2 separate regions of the Triticum aestivum genome follow, and region 2 is linked to region 1. The links are chromatin contacts, called in public Hi-C maps. All regions are on one chromosome and are shown on one strand. The core of a region is the stretch at or near the end of the contact, and the rest is flanking DNA. Distances in the headings are between cores, read along the strand shown. Region 1 has its middle 7.7 kb from the start of LOC123090934. Region 2 holds the start of LOC123090936 (inositol-tetrakisphosphate 1-kinase 3).

What was found. A called contact is a pair of places that touch in the nucleus more often than the background predicts.
Region 2: a contact with region 1 is called in a Hi-C map of leaf, with 5 times the contacts expected there. The contact joins the promoter of LOC123090936 here to the enhancer-like site in region 1. A contact is called at or near these places in 3 of 5 Hi-C or Micro-C datasets (all in leaf).

The regions. Positions count from the first base shown.
Region 1 is chr4B:49,407,953-49,415,543 of IWGSC CS RefSeq v2.1, reverse strand. No RefSeq gene overlaps it. Among protein-coding and RNA genes, the nearest start is that of LOC123090934, 7.7 kb to the right of the region's middle. Within about 2 kb of position 4,428, at least 2 of the 8 cell types and tissues checked have an H3K27ac peak or open chromatin away from gene starts, as enhancers often do. A contact at or near this core is called in leaf, where this site is marked.
Region 2 is chr4B:49,793,245-49,800,835 of IWGSC CS RefSeq v2.1, reverse strand. It overlaps LOC123090936 (inositol-tetrakisphosphate 1-kinase 3), which reads right to left and starts at 3,879. Exons shown (of 11, transcript XR_006442667.1): 1 at 3,514-3,879; 2 at 1,746-1,827; 3 at 1,559-1,591; 4 at 1,276-1,396; 5 at 500-592.

The sequences.
Region 1 (7,591 bases), core at 3,179-5,678:
GTTTTAAATTTTCTATAAACATATTAAAAAATGTCACGTACATTTTACATTTATTTTGAAATATGCACCAATTTATATTTGTGACATTTCACATACATATGACTAATATTTTGCGTACTTATGATTAACATTTTTCTTAATTTTTTCAAATATTTTTTACTTTTTTACATTCATATCTAAACATTTTTGTATACCAAGACATTTTTGTATACTCATTTCAAATGAAAGATTAACATTGTACAAACATTAATCTAGAAAATGCATTGAACACTTTTTTTGAAACTTGTGAACATCATTTACATGAACATTTTTTCTACATAGTATAAACATTTTTTGTGCACTAGATTAACATTTATCGTACACATGATTAAAGTTTTCTAGTTCTTTTATTCACATTTTACATTTCATATAGATCAATATTTTTATACATGTTTAATATTTTCAGGTGCAAGATTAATATTTTGAAAATTAATGTAAAGTGTTTTGTAGTATGTACATATTTAGAATTGCCAATATAAACAAAAATATTAAGAAAATAAAAAAATGTGAATAAAATTGAAGAAAAAGAAAAAGTAAAATGACGTCAGCAGACGGGCCATGATTACTCGGCCAGCCGAAAAGCTACTCCCTGCGGGCGATACCTAGTAGGATGAGCAGCGGGCGGCACATAGTCATACACAAAATTGACGAAATTATTAATTAAGGAGTGCTTTTTGCAAAGGTCATTCCACTTTTTCAAGTTGTGACAAGTGGTATACTGCATATGTGTCACTTTTTACAACCTGCGAGTTTTTCCTCGTTTTATAAATTCATCTATTCAAAGTGTTGTATCTTAAAGCATGCATCCAAATCTCGAACCGTTTTCACCATTAAATTACTCGTGTCGAGATCTTCAAATCTAGATCCCATGTTGATAGGTTTTGATGAAATTTTTTTCATGAAAAAACCCAAACAAAGAAGCTGGACCAGGAGCATGCTTTTTCTTTTCTTTCCGAGAGGCACGATCGTGCCTCTCGCGGAAGGATAAAAAGAAAATGCTTCTTTTTCTTTTCCGAGAGCACATATGTGCCTCTTGCGGCACGCACGCGCGCGCGCGCACACACACACACACATATTTCCTTTTCTGAGAGGCACGGCTCGCGGAAACTAATTTATGCCTCCACGAGAAGTATATTTGTGCCTCTCGTGAAAGAAAAAAAATCTTTTTCAGAGAGGCATGTCTATGCCTCTTGCGGAAGGAAACCCGTACGTTCACGAGAAGTAAATCTCTGTCTCTCGCTGAAAGGAAAAAAACTCGTTTGTTTCCTTTTCCGAGAGGCACGGTTGTGCCTCTCACGGAAGCAAATCCATGCACCCAGGAGAAGTAAATATGTGCCCCTCGCGGATGAATAACAATAAAACATATTTTTTTTCCGTTTCCAAGAGGCACGAATGTGGCTTTTGCGAAAGCAAATTCGTGCCTCCATGAAACGTAAATCTGTGCCTCTCGCGATAGAAAAAAAACATGTATTTTCTCTTTTCTGAGAGTCACCTCGCGCAGAAGGAAACAAAACGAGAACGTAGTTTTCATGAAAAAAACCCTAAGAAAAACCATGGAAAAACAAAAAAGAACCTGAAAAATCATCTAAAAGCCGAAAACGTGTACTGAAAAAGACAAAAAAAATCTTGAGGGAGCACCTAGCACATGACACATGATGGCGGCTGATAACGCGCCAAGTGGCGCACTCCCAGCCCACCAAAAATAACCCTTGCGGTGGCTCATCATAGAGTACTCGTTGATTAGTTGCTCTTCTAAATTGGGGCATGCGCTTGAAAATGCTTCAACGCAAAGAGGCATTTGTTCTGTTTGAGAGGCGCGAGAACATGGGATGGCCCAGTGCAGTGTGGTAGTGCGGGACTTGGGCTTGGGCTTGGGCTTATAACCCGGGGATCCTATTTAGCACGTAGGTCGCCCGATAGCGACCAGGCGTACCCCTGGATCCCCACTACATACATGTGGGCCGGCCCAACTAGCTCACTTGCAGTTTTGTGGAGGTTCTAGAACCTTCTGAAATAGGTTTTCCTTTTCTTGTTTTTGACCTTCTTCTTTTCACCATTTCTTTTCGTTTTTTATTATTTTACTTCTTTTAGTTTCCAAATTCATGAACATTTTCTGAAAACCGGAAATATTTCTTCAAATCGGTGAACTTTTTTTAATAAGAACATTTTTTAAATTGGGTGCGAACAATTTTTGGAATTCAAAATTTGTTCATCGAATACAAAACTATTCTTCATATGCATTTTTTATAGAATTCAAAAAATGTTATTGAAATCAAAATTTGTTCCTCCAATTAAAAAAAATGTTCATTGAATTTAAGTTTTGTTCGTGAAATAGAAAAAGATGTTCATAAAAAATCAATTGTTTGTTCAACAAAATTCAAAAAATGTTCGTAAAAAAATAAAATTTTGTTCATCAAAATCTAAAAAGTTTTTGAATTTGTGAGTGTTATTTTGCATCAGTGACATTTATTGAAATTCTATTTTTTTTAAATCCCGAATTTTTTTAAAGAGGCAAAAAAACAGAAAAGAAATGAATAAAACACAAGGGAGCTCCGACCCGCCTTGGACAGGCCCAATTTTGAGTGTGTGTGTGTGTGGGCGGGGGTTTGGAGGGGGGGGGGGCGTGCGTGATGCACCTTTTCTCAGGTGTGGTTGTCGTCGCTCCCATACCGGAATCGGTTTGACCTTGTCGATGATAGTTGGGGAGTCTTCGCGTGCGTGCCCTAAGGACTAGCGTCCTGGAGCCGCAATCGTCGTCGTCGAACTCTTGCGTAGATATGAAGCACCTGACATCAAATCTCGGCACATGACAAAAAATTCTAACCTCACCAGCCAAGGAGACACTACCTCACCAAAGGAAAAATGTGCTCATACATTAGTACGCCATGGATGATGCAGGTGATGACCATCACAGGCCATAACCATGCTACGTAGGAGTACTAGAACAGAAAGTTAGTAGAAACCAAACACGCGGCGTCTGAACGGCTCTTCCGCCATCGTTCCTTTGTGCGCTTGAAATGCTTCAACGGAGAGGCATTTGTTGTGTTTGAGAGGCGAGAGAACATGGGACCTGGGCGGTAGATTTGGACCTGGGCTTGGGCTTATAACCTGGGGATCCTATTTGGCGTGTAGGTCGCCCGATAGCGACAACGCGTACCCCTGGATCCATGTGGGCCGGCCCAACTAGCTAACTTGCAGTTTTGTGGAGGTTCTAGAACCTTCCAAAACGGGGTTTTCTTTTCATTTTCTTGATTTTTACCTTCTGTTTTTCACTGTTTCTTTTTGTTTTTTATTGTTTTCCTGTTTTTAGTTTCCAAATTCATGAACATTTTCTGAAATCTGGAAACTTTTTTTCAAATCGGTGAACTTTTTTTGATTCGAATTCAAATCGGGTGCGAACAGTTTTTGGAATTTAAAATTTATTCAACGAATACAAAACTATTCTTCATATTGCAGAAATGTTTATAGAATTCAAAAAATGTTCTTGAATTCAAATTTGTTCCTCCAATTAAAAAATGTTCATTGAATTTAATTTTTGTTCGTGACATTCAGTTGTTTGTTCAACAAAATTCAAAAAATATTCATGAAAATTTCAATTTTCTGTTCATCAAAATTCAAAATGTTTTTGAATTTGTGAACATTATTTTGCATTAGTGACACTTTGTGAAATTCTAAACATTTTTAAAATCCCAAATTTTTTAAAAGAAGCAAAAATACAAAAACACGAAACAAAAAAAACGAATAAAACACAAGGGAGTCCCGACCCGCCTTGGGCAGGCCCAATTTCGAGCGTGTGTGCGTTGGGGGTGGGGGGAGGGGTGGGGGGGGGCAGGGGCTGCGCGCTGCACCTTTACTCAGGTGTGGTTGTCGTCGCTCCCATACCGGAGTCGGCTTGACCTTGTCGATGATAGCTGGAGAGTCTTCGTGTGCGTGCCCTAAGGGCTAGCGCCCTGAAGCTGCAATCGTCGTTGTTGAACTCTTGCATAGATATGAAGCACCTGACATCAAATCTCGGCACATGACAAAAAATTCTAACCTCACCAGCCAAGGAGACACTACCTTACCAAAGGGAAAAAGTGCTAATACAGTAGTACGCCATGGATGATGCAGGTGATGATCATCACAGGCCATAACCATGCTACGTAGTACTAGATCAGAAAGTTAGTAGAAACCAAACACGCGGCGTCTGAACGGTTCTTCCGCCGTTGTTCCATTGTTTAGCTCCCAACAACGTTGTAATTGCCGGCCGTGTGTACACCGCCGATCCAGCGACGAACGTTCGATCCCAACGTCCGTTCACGCGTGGGAGCAGGAGCAACACCCTCCTCCTCTCCTCCCCCTTTGACCCGCGGAGGAGCACTACACGTCGCCTACCGGCCCCGTTGCCGTAGGCCTGGCCATTACCAACTCCAGTGGGGGACAAGGTCGCGATCCATGATGGTGCTGGAGAGCGACGCTTCCAGCCAGCGATCTAATTAAAAGTTAAAACGCAGCGCAAAGCTTTCAGCCAGATCTTGCCCAGCCCATCGGCACGATAAAGAAAGGGATCCTGCCTCGCCACGATCAATCATGCACCCGAAAGCATTTCATTTCATCAATCGCATAACAAGAAGACAAACTGCTCTCGCAGGAGCGCGGAGCCAGACAGAAATAGTGGTTGTGCCCGCGGGCTTAAGAGCAACTCTAGCAGACGCCGCATCCTGCCGGCCCGCAAAATTCGTTTGTAATTCGTGCAAAAACCACTTTTGCAGGCCGGCGCGGGCTGGCACAGATGCAGACCCCCAAACGGATCTGTAAAAAAGTATATTCGTGGAATATGTTTTTTACGGGTTGGCTTCTGCGGGTTCTGCTCGGGCACCATTGCGAAGACCCGCAAACATAAAAACTGCAAATCACATAAACAGTTTGCGCGCAAATAAAAGCGAAGTTCATAACGTAAAAGAGGGCATGCAAAAGGTTTGCGCACATGTCCGGCATCATCTTGGGGGTCGATCTTCACTCTGCGCCATGGAATCCACCTCCACCGAATTGAAGTTCATCGGCGCCACCGAATCCACCTCCCTGGCTTGTTCCAACTCCCGCACCGAAATCATCCACATTGCCACCATACGGAGGAGAGAAAACATCACCGGAACTTGAACACGGACCGGCTGAAGCTACCATTCTTCTCTTCAAGATCTCTCTTCTTGCCATATCATGCCATGTTTTGGTAAGGGCGTCCATGTCATTACGGTTCATTGACATGATCTTGTTCTCTTCGACGAGCAACAATGACATCGATTTGTTCTCGGAGGCATGTGCTTTTCTCTCCTCAATGGCAGCTTTGCGGAGCCCCTCTTCCTTGAGCATTTGCCACTTTTCTTGCTTCTCTTTTGCCTTCTTCTCGGCCAACTCTTTCTTGATCTCCAACGACTTCAACAACATCAACTCGTTTGGTTGCACCATGGCATCAATCTTCTCCCTCAAGTTCGATGCTTCTTGCTCTCTCTTGATCTTCTCTCTCGTCTTCTTGTCGTCATCGGGCTTGTGCTCATTTCTTGGGCCATCATCATCTTCGTCTTCATCCATGTTCACAAGTGAGCCTCTCTTTGGTGGGGATTCTCTATCGATCAACTTCCACTTATCGCACTTTTGAAGCAACTCCCAACAATGCTAAAACTTGAAGAATCTGCCTTCCGAAGCTTCCATGGCCTTGTATCTATGTTGAGCAATCTTGTCCTACAAAATGTGAACAAAGTGATGCAATTATTTCCCATGATACATTATGATGATGCACAACTTGAACAAAGGAAAAACAAACTCACATAATCTGATTCCACGATGCCACCTGGAGGTGCATTGCGTACTTGCTCCAAGCAAGCTGCCCAACGGCTGCACATAGGCTTGATATCCTCCCAACGCGCTTGAAGCGACCGAAATGTGCGTGGAGTCCTATTGGGATACTTTCTCATAATGCGGAAGTATTGATCTTCGATCCTTTGCCAATATCTCTTGGCGGTTTGAGAAACACCCGTGCATGGATCAAGAGACACCGCACTCCATGCTTGGAGCAAAGCTTGATCTTCCAAGATCGTGTAGTTCTTCGATCTTTGGCTCTTCCCACTTTTTGATTGCGATTCCTCAAACGCTTCCGCTTCGATCTCCTTCAATTCGTCCGCACAACCATGATCATCCACGCCGCCGTCCGTTTCATTGTAGTCGACTAGTTCGAAAGGGGCTTGATCAATGTCAACCGCGTTCGTGTCCAACAAGCTCACGAACTCGGTTGTTGCATTGTTTGAAGCACCGCTATAGCGAACGATAACAAGTCACGAGCTATCGACACTAATGGCGAAAATGAAAGGGAACCGCTAGACCGAAGAGGCATACCTTGCAGCCATTTCGTCGAACACCTCGCTCGCGGGGGGAGCGGCACCGTTGAACGGCATCGCCGGAGCACCTCCTTGCGGGGGGATGGACTAAGAGGTTGAAGAAGGTGGCTTCCTTTTAGCCGGAACCTTCCTCCGCTTTACGCCCGCGGTCTTGTCGGTATTCTCCGCCGCCGGCCGGGATCGCACTGCAGCATTGGCGCCCAGAGCGCGGGCCGTCGCGGCGGGGGCAGACGGATTCCCGCCCTGCACGACCACGTTGCCCAGCCGCTTGCGGGCCGGCGCGGCGTGTGCTTGGGCGACGGCGGCGGGGGCAACATGGCCGGGGACAAGATCCGCCCGAGGGGAAGGAGCATGCGCGACCTCGATGGTGACGGGGGACAACAGGGGGCGTCCATGGCGACGAAGAACGGACGCGGAGGAGGAACCGGAGCTTGCGCGGGGGGGAAGGGGGGCAATGGTGGCGGAGGGTGCGGGGAGCGGGAAAGGGCGCGCGGAAATGTCCCTCCCGCCAAATCTCGCGCCGGATAGGGGTTCAGCTCGGATCGCCTCCGAGCCCGTAAAGATAGAGATTGGGGGAGAAGATTTGCCGCGCCCCGCAAAAAAAATACGGGCCGGGGCGAGGTGCGGGATCTGCTCGGGCTGGTTTTTCGTCCCCGACCCGCAATTTGACGGTTATTTTGCGGGCCGGGGCGGGATGCGGGGTCTGCTAGAGTTGCTCTAACAAACAGTAGCGAGAAGATTTCCATCAGATGCTTCCGCCAGCAAATACGCACGCCCTACCCTGTTGGCTGTTGTCAACAGAGCAAGGTAGGTTTTGGCTGACTAATGAGAAGATTGGGACCGTAGTTGTCAAGCCACACACACTCAGCCGTGCTGTGAGTACGACGCAGCTAAATATACTACCCTTCCAAGTGAGCGAGTTCACATGGAAAGGAGTCCCATGGCGTCATGCTCAAGGTTGCCAGTTTTTAATCTCCCAGCCAAACTGCTGAGGAGGTGGGTGCAGTTTTTTACATGCAAATTCAGATTCTTTGGGAGCATATCTAATTTACAACTCTTCACCAAGATTTTTTATCTACTCTACTCTCTCAGGGAATTTACAATAGAGGCACTCAAATAGATGGACATCCTTGTTACTAGTTGTTACGTTCTACTCCTACTACATAGCATAACTGCCTGAT
Region 2 (7,591 bases), core at 2,630-5,129, 390 kb before region 1:
TTTTTATTTTGTCTATTATTAGGTTACATAGAGAAGACCTAACCAGTTAGTTTACCATGGATTGGATTTGCATCCTTCAAGCTATCTGCAACCTACTACCTATCCATCAAATGTACAGACTACAGAAGTGAGAATTTTGTACATGCTAGAGCAAGTGTTCATTTTCCAGCATCTTTCCTCCATTTCTTGCCTGGTTGATCGGTTCATATGATTGTCATGTTAGCTGTAATATTTACTCCCTCCGTTCCGATTTACTCGTCGTCGTTTTAGTTCAACATGACAATCATATGAACCGATCAACCAGGCAAGAAATGGAGGAAAGATGCTGGAAAATGAACACTTGCTCTAGCATGTACAAAATTCTCACAGAAGTCAATAGGACAAAGCATGACTATTCACCTGTGAGAGATGGCAATGGTGACCTGAATCTTGTTTCTATGATACAGAGTGTCTTATGGTAGCTGAAAAGAGGAAGACTGCCCTTATAAGGCAGACTTACCTAGAGGAAGCGATAGCCCAGCCCTCATAACCGCAGCTGGTATTGACAGTGGGTCTGTGTTAACAAAGAGCTGCTTCGGAACACCAACTTTACCTGCAAAAATCAACTGCACATGGTGATCAAATCAGCCTTTGAGAAGGTTCCAAGAACCAACCCGTATTAAGCAATTGTTTTCTTTTAATATCCTTTTCAAATCTCCAATCCAGAACGGGTAGATCTATCGGACATACGCGAACACATACTTCACAAGCAATACATTTATCAAATTCAAAGTGGATTCGCCCTCGGAAACACTCTGGTGTAATTGATTTTTCATAAAGGTAGTGAATCGTTATATGTAAATGATTTGTGATATCCAAGCTACTGACAGTGGAGGGAATTTTCGATGAAAGCAGATAAAAGCTTACTGCCAATTAAAGTGTGTAAAGATAAAAGATGAACAATCAAAAAGGATCACAAGCTTCAACAGTAAAGGGGTCAGCGTGACAAAAAATATGATAGTTCAGGTTACAAGAGAATAAAGGGTTCACGTCTACCAAATGTACAGTAGAGTGGAACACATTGCCTAATACTACATTTAATAGCATATCAAATACGCTTAACATACCCATATCATTACTTGAACTAGTATTTGCAACATGTTAATACGAGATTAATCCAAATATAACGAACTTAATTTTGTTCAACCAGAAAAGGCAAGTGAATTTCTGTATAATCATAGTAAGGATGATGGGTTACTTCCAAACATGAGTTAGAAGAAAATTCATAAAAAATACCATGACAATCCGCAAGGTCCAGTTTAGAAACTTCTTGAAGCATAGATTGGCGGTTCAGCAAATGTTCTATGGCACCTGGTGGGTCAAGAACAGTAACTTCTGGGTGTGTCTCTCTATATTCCTATTAAAATTATGCAAAACCATCAGTGGAAGTTTAAAATGATAAAAAGACAGAAGGTGCATAATATTTAAATAACCATATTGAAAATGTCTTACAAAGATATTGAACATGTCTTGCAAAGAGAAGTTCAACAGTGGTTTTAACATATTGTATGCTACTGACCTCCAACCGTCGTTGCCACTCCTTTCCAGTCAACTGTAGAAAATACAATGTTATCATTTTGTTGCTAATGAATAAGAAAATACTTTTTGCGAAAAAAGGAAATGTCAGAGAACAGTACTAAAAGTTTTAACACTCCCTTGACATAAAATACATGGGTAGGAGTTAAATATAGTCCGCATATAGCTACCTTATGCAGAATAACATCAAAAGGGCCTTGATCTGACAGTGGAAGCTTTTGATCAATTGCAACAAATTGAATGCCTTTCTTCCTGCATTAAATTTTGTAAGGATGAGAAGCAAATAATCTGGAAAATCTAAGAAATAAGTCTGCAGCACCAGTTGCCCAACGTAAGCAATTGGCGGCTAGCCACACTTCAACACATTAACCCAAGTTCTAAAATTACAACTTAAAAGCATTTCCCCTAAAACAATGCAAATATTTAAAGTCTCCAACCTCTTGTACGTTAATAAATGCTCAGACAACGGAAAATGAGCAGTAAATTGTCTTGAAATGAATGCTTACGGGTTATATTATATTGAATATTGAACACTATATAAGATAGACGAACCTAGTTTAATGATAATTATGTTAGAATGAATTTTTTAGTCCACACTGAGCAGTAGTGATGTGCTGATTTGCATGATAGAAGGTACTGCACATGTTAAATCATGTGGATCCTTTAACTATTATCAGAATCTTATCATGCTGGACCTATACTATTTTCATATTCGGCAATCCACATCCTGCTCTTGTCCTAGTGATGTGAGGATGGCACAAGCTGCCAAGTAAAAAACTGAGCATGTAACTGCAATTTGCAAAATGATGACATATTTTAGATCTCTGGTGTATTTAAGACAACTTGGAATCCTGCAGTTGCTTACCATACACACTTGGTCACACCAGTCAATAACACAAACATTTTGTAATAAGGTTACACACAATTACTTGAAGAATGTCAAAACAGAGCATTTCAGTGGCAGCTTCCTGCATTAGTTCAGGGATCTACTTAATTTACGGTTTAGTGAAAAAATTAAGAAAGGGTCACTACTGGAAGCGAATATAATATTACCATAAGACAGGGAGTGCATCGATGTCACTATCCTATCCCAAAGAAAACAGCATCAATACAAAGACGTGCTTGAATAGACTAATTTCAGTCAGTGCGCACAATGATACCACAAAAATGAGACTCGGATTCATTGATTGAATAAACAGGTGTTCTAAAATTATCTGAAATTGCTGGTAATTACTGAAACAGATGCCAAGAAAACCTCCATAATGCATAATAAACCAAAAATAAAAGCCTATAAAGCATACCGTGCAAGGTAAACAAAGCAGATAATACTCTAATGGATATCACGATCGGGAGTATCAATCAAGAAACCCTTTTCACCACCTTTTGGACTATAACTTGACAAAAACGTTTTCCCACTTTTAATCCTATTTGAAGCTAAAGTATTCCCCTTCCTTTTGTGCTCAACAGCTTTGTAATCTCTTAACTCGGACAAACAATTAATGGGTGGGACAATGATATGCACTAGCCATTTCCGTCCCTATGCAGATTAAAGAAGGGGGCCCCGTGTGTCCGGAATCTGCTCCGATCAAGAACAGAGGTCAATGAACGATGTGTTAATTAACGCAATAACATTAAGAAACGATATATGTATCATTCAGTAAGTTCTCCTCTTGCAGACGGAGTGACCAGAAGGATCATGAATTTCCGCTATATCTTCCAAATTGTGCGAAAACCTGGGCAAGATTGTTTTTCCTGTTCCATCCAACCCACACGGACAAACAACAAGGGCCGTCTCACCAAGCGCTTTCCCCCCAATGCAGGACATGTTAATCGTCTCCAAAAAACAATCGGCGCATTTCCAACCAGATTATCTCTCCGCACCTAGATGGACTTGAAACGAACGCGACCGGACAAATCTACAGGCGACGTCGTCGGTACCTGGCGAGCCCCCGGAGCTTGGGCTGGAGGAAGCTCTTGGCCTTCTTGGACGTGAGCGCGTACCCGACCACCAGCTCCCTGGCGCGCGCGGGCGCCGTCGCCGCCACCACCTCCTCGGCCGCTACCGCCGCCGCCGCCGCGGACTCCTCCGGCTCCGCGCCCCCTTCCGTCCCCACGCACCCGCCCGACACCATCGCCCCCGCGCCGGCGCCGAACCAATTGGCCGGCGGGATCGGAATGCGGCGAGCGCACTCGGGAACAAGCGGAGCGGAGGCGGAGACAGGTGTATGTGTGTGCGTGCGCGTGAGGGCGCCGTGTGGAGAGAGAGGGAGAGGGGAGGAGGAAGAGAGAGAGAGGGGGGTGCGGATGGGGGGCGTGTGCGTATTTGTAGGTGGAGGACGGGAGCAACTTCGCCTTTGGGACATGGAAACAAAGTGTCGCCGGATTACGGTTTTGCCCCTGGCGTTTTCTCTTTATTTTCTCTGTCTTTCTCTTCTCAATTTCCTTCTTGTTACTACATATTTTCTCAGTTTCTTTATGCTTAAGGTTTCTCTTTACTTGGCTGCTACTACTAGCCAACAAACATACTACAAGGGAAACGTCTTATCTTTTGTTTTTGTTTTTTTTGCGGGGAAAGAGTTCTTCGAAACGAAATGTGTGGATAAAGCAGTGAAATAAAGCCTTTAGATTGTGTATGTCTTACCGTCCCTCTAGGACCATGGCTCCCGCATCCTGTCACGCACGTAAGGTAACTAGTGATGATTGTGCATTCACTTTAATAGCATGTCAAGGGGCGTTACCTAGTCATTGCCCACTGTGACGACTCTCCTCATTCGTTGCACGAATGTTGCTTATGTTTGCTCATTCTGGAATCCGAGCTATGTTGTGTGTGGTGGTTTGGTTGTCCTGACTTTGCATCGTATGCATACCTGCCGCGGCACCCTCGTTTCTCCATTCAAAAGATGTGGTGCACCCTTCAGTCTCACTCCCCAGTGCAAAAAGGTCCTGGCTCGCGACATATGGGTTGTCGAGGCGATGCTGCTTCGTAACTACTCCGGTCGAGCTCTAGGTGATGCCTCCACATGCACCGGCGATTGGAAGGCTCGACCGAGTACTTCTGCTGGATCTTGGGGGTTTGCGAGGCATACAGTCCCCGTGATCATATGCATCGATGTAGGAAGACTCTTCCACACACCGTCCTTATTCAAATTACTGGATGTGTCCTGGTACGATTGAGGGGATATAAAGCATTAGAGCATGCCATTACGGAGAATATTTCTATAATTAGTGTTGTTTTTCAAGATTAATTGGAAATAATGCAATTAATGGTGTTTCCAAGAGCAATTGTTATTTCCAGTATACTAGTGATGTGATAGATACATCATTGGAGCAGCATGAGACGTTGGACATAGGTGATTGAATGGTTGAGATCATTTGGATTCACCAAACTCATACTTTTACAAGTAGTAGAAGTAGATAGTATATTTGCATTACATTAGGACTTTTTACATGTGAATATAAGTGTCATCATCGGCTTCCTATGGTGAAGGTGGCTGGTCGAAGATGGAAATTACTGGGAAAAAACCCAACCATGGGTTGGATGGTTTAAGAGAGTGGTTATATCCATAGGTTGTCATGCCATGGATTAACATTTAGGTACGACACTTTATGTGTCTCACTAAAAGTGATTTTTTTGTGTGGGGTGATGTGCGAAACGTTTATATTGACTTTGTCAATCTTGAATCTCCGCGACTCTAGTCATCAACAGTCGATGTGTGAATGTGTTCATGTCTGGTACTCGGGTTTCTAGCGAAACTTGCCCCAAACGAAGCACGACCCACGGAAGAAACTAAACACATTTTTTGCAGGAACAAATTGATTTGTGTGCCAGGCACAAGCTATTGTTTCCTCCAATTATTTGGTACGACCGCATAAATCAAGATGGAACATATTAAACTTGTAACATGGTGTTTGGATTTATCCATTTGTAATCATCTAGGATTTTGTTTTCTCTTTTAGAAAATAATGACATGAATTTGAGCCTTTTGTCAGGTTGAATTATATTGTCCACGAAACTAGAGCGGATTATTAGAACCTGGGCATGTATGATCCCCTATATGAAACTTGGCCATAAACGCATTATTTATGTTTTTAAAGATTATGAAAAAACACCTAGGCATGTATGCATTGTACTTAGGTTTATAGTAAGACTTGTCCTAAAAGAAGCACAATGTTGAATTACTTGGTGTTATGCACAAAAGAAACTAAACATTTTTTTTGGGGACTAAAAAAATTGAATTGTGCGACACGGCACAAACAATCATTTACTCCAATTATTGGTATGACGGCATAAATCGAGTTCTTTTTCTCGATGGGACATGTTAAACTTGTAGCATTGTGTTTGGATTTAGCTATTTGTAATTTTATGTGCTTTTGTTTTCCTTGGTAGAGAATAATCATATGAATTGCCTTTCGTCCGCTTGAATTATACTGTCCACCGAACTAGAGCAGATTTATAGAATGTAGGCATGTATGATCTCTATAGGAAATTATTCTAAAATCACATTATTTAAGTTTTAAGGAAGTACAGAAAAAAAAACATGCATGTCGATAATGGATACAGGTATGGTGTCTTTGCGTCCTGTGCGAAATTCACAAAATGGTCAAGAAACAGTGCAAGTTATAAGTTACTCCCTCCGTCCGAAAATACTTGTCATAAAAATGGATAAAAGAGGATGTATCTAGACGTATTTTAGTTCTATATACATTTTTTTTTGTTCATTTTGATGACAAGTATTTCCGGACGGAGGGAGTACTACCAAAACAACCAAATCGTGATTTTTTTTCACAAGTCGTAAATGGTCATGTTTAAGTTTCAAAATCGAACGCACATACTTGGATCTATTCTCTAAATGCCTGTTTTTAGTATAAAAAAAAGTAAAAAAACAAATTGTTTTGGGGCCGAATTTCTGCCTCCGTGGCTTCTGATCAGTAAAAAAAACAAATTGTTTTGGTACCATACAATGCGTCACCGCACGGCTATCCCCTCCCGGGGTCCAACTTGTGTGGAAGATCTTCAACGAGGAAGCTGCCGCTGCCACGTACGGGGTGTCCTAGAAGCAATTGCCAGCGCTTCTTCGCCTCGTGATTTCGTGGACGTCTCCTCCCCGAGTTGATGCAAATCCGTCGCCATGGGAGCTCATGCAAATCCGTCCACACCCATCTCTCTAGACGAGGAGCACCACGCTAGCTAATCCATATCCGTCGGCTGATGAGAGTTGACCAGGGCTGCAACAAGATATATGTGATCCCTGCAGCTGCAATTTCTCCCAAGTGGCTCGGCCACTCCCACTCCCCTCTCATATCCTGTGCTAATCCCTATCGCCTCCAGCTTCGGGTTGTCTGTGACGCGTACGTGACGTGAGTGCCAAGCATCATGCATGGCATGGCTTCAAATGGGAGTGCTCCAGAGCTTCAGGGTTTAGCAACAGACCACCATCCAGACAAAAAAAAACCTAGCTGGTAAGATGAGGGAGAGCTGTAATTAACCAGGAGATATCGATCACAGGATTTTAAATGATTATATTCCCACATCCTTCGCCCAAGCAAGCATCTGGTGGCAAGTTGCAGTAGATTTAGTCGCGGTAAAGGAAAAGGGTCTGCCGCAGAGACGTGAAGGTGACTGCACAAAATGACATGAATTTTTAAGTTCACGTGGACCTGCTGGATGTTCTCGATCGCAAGTCATCTCAAAGAATGAGACGGCAGAGGACGTAGAGCAGCACCATGTGTTTCACAAAATAAGATCTTCAGGCGTAGAGAAATTCTGGGCCCACCAACATACCACCATCAAGATCTTCGGATGCGATTTGCGTGAAGAATGATAGAGGCAAAGCGCCCGTCCAGACTTCAAGAACGGAAAACCGCCCAGAAAATAAAGGAAGAATTCAGAGTGGGAAGGGGAGTGTCTGACACTGTAATATACACCTGTTTTTTTTTTCTGTTCTTTTACTGAACAGAAGCGTAGAGAAGTTCTGTATTACTCCCTCTTCTGTAAACAAATATAAAAACATTTAGA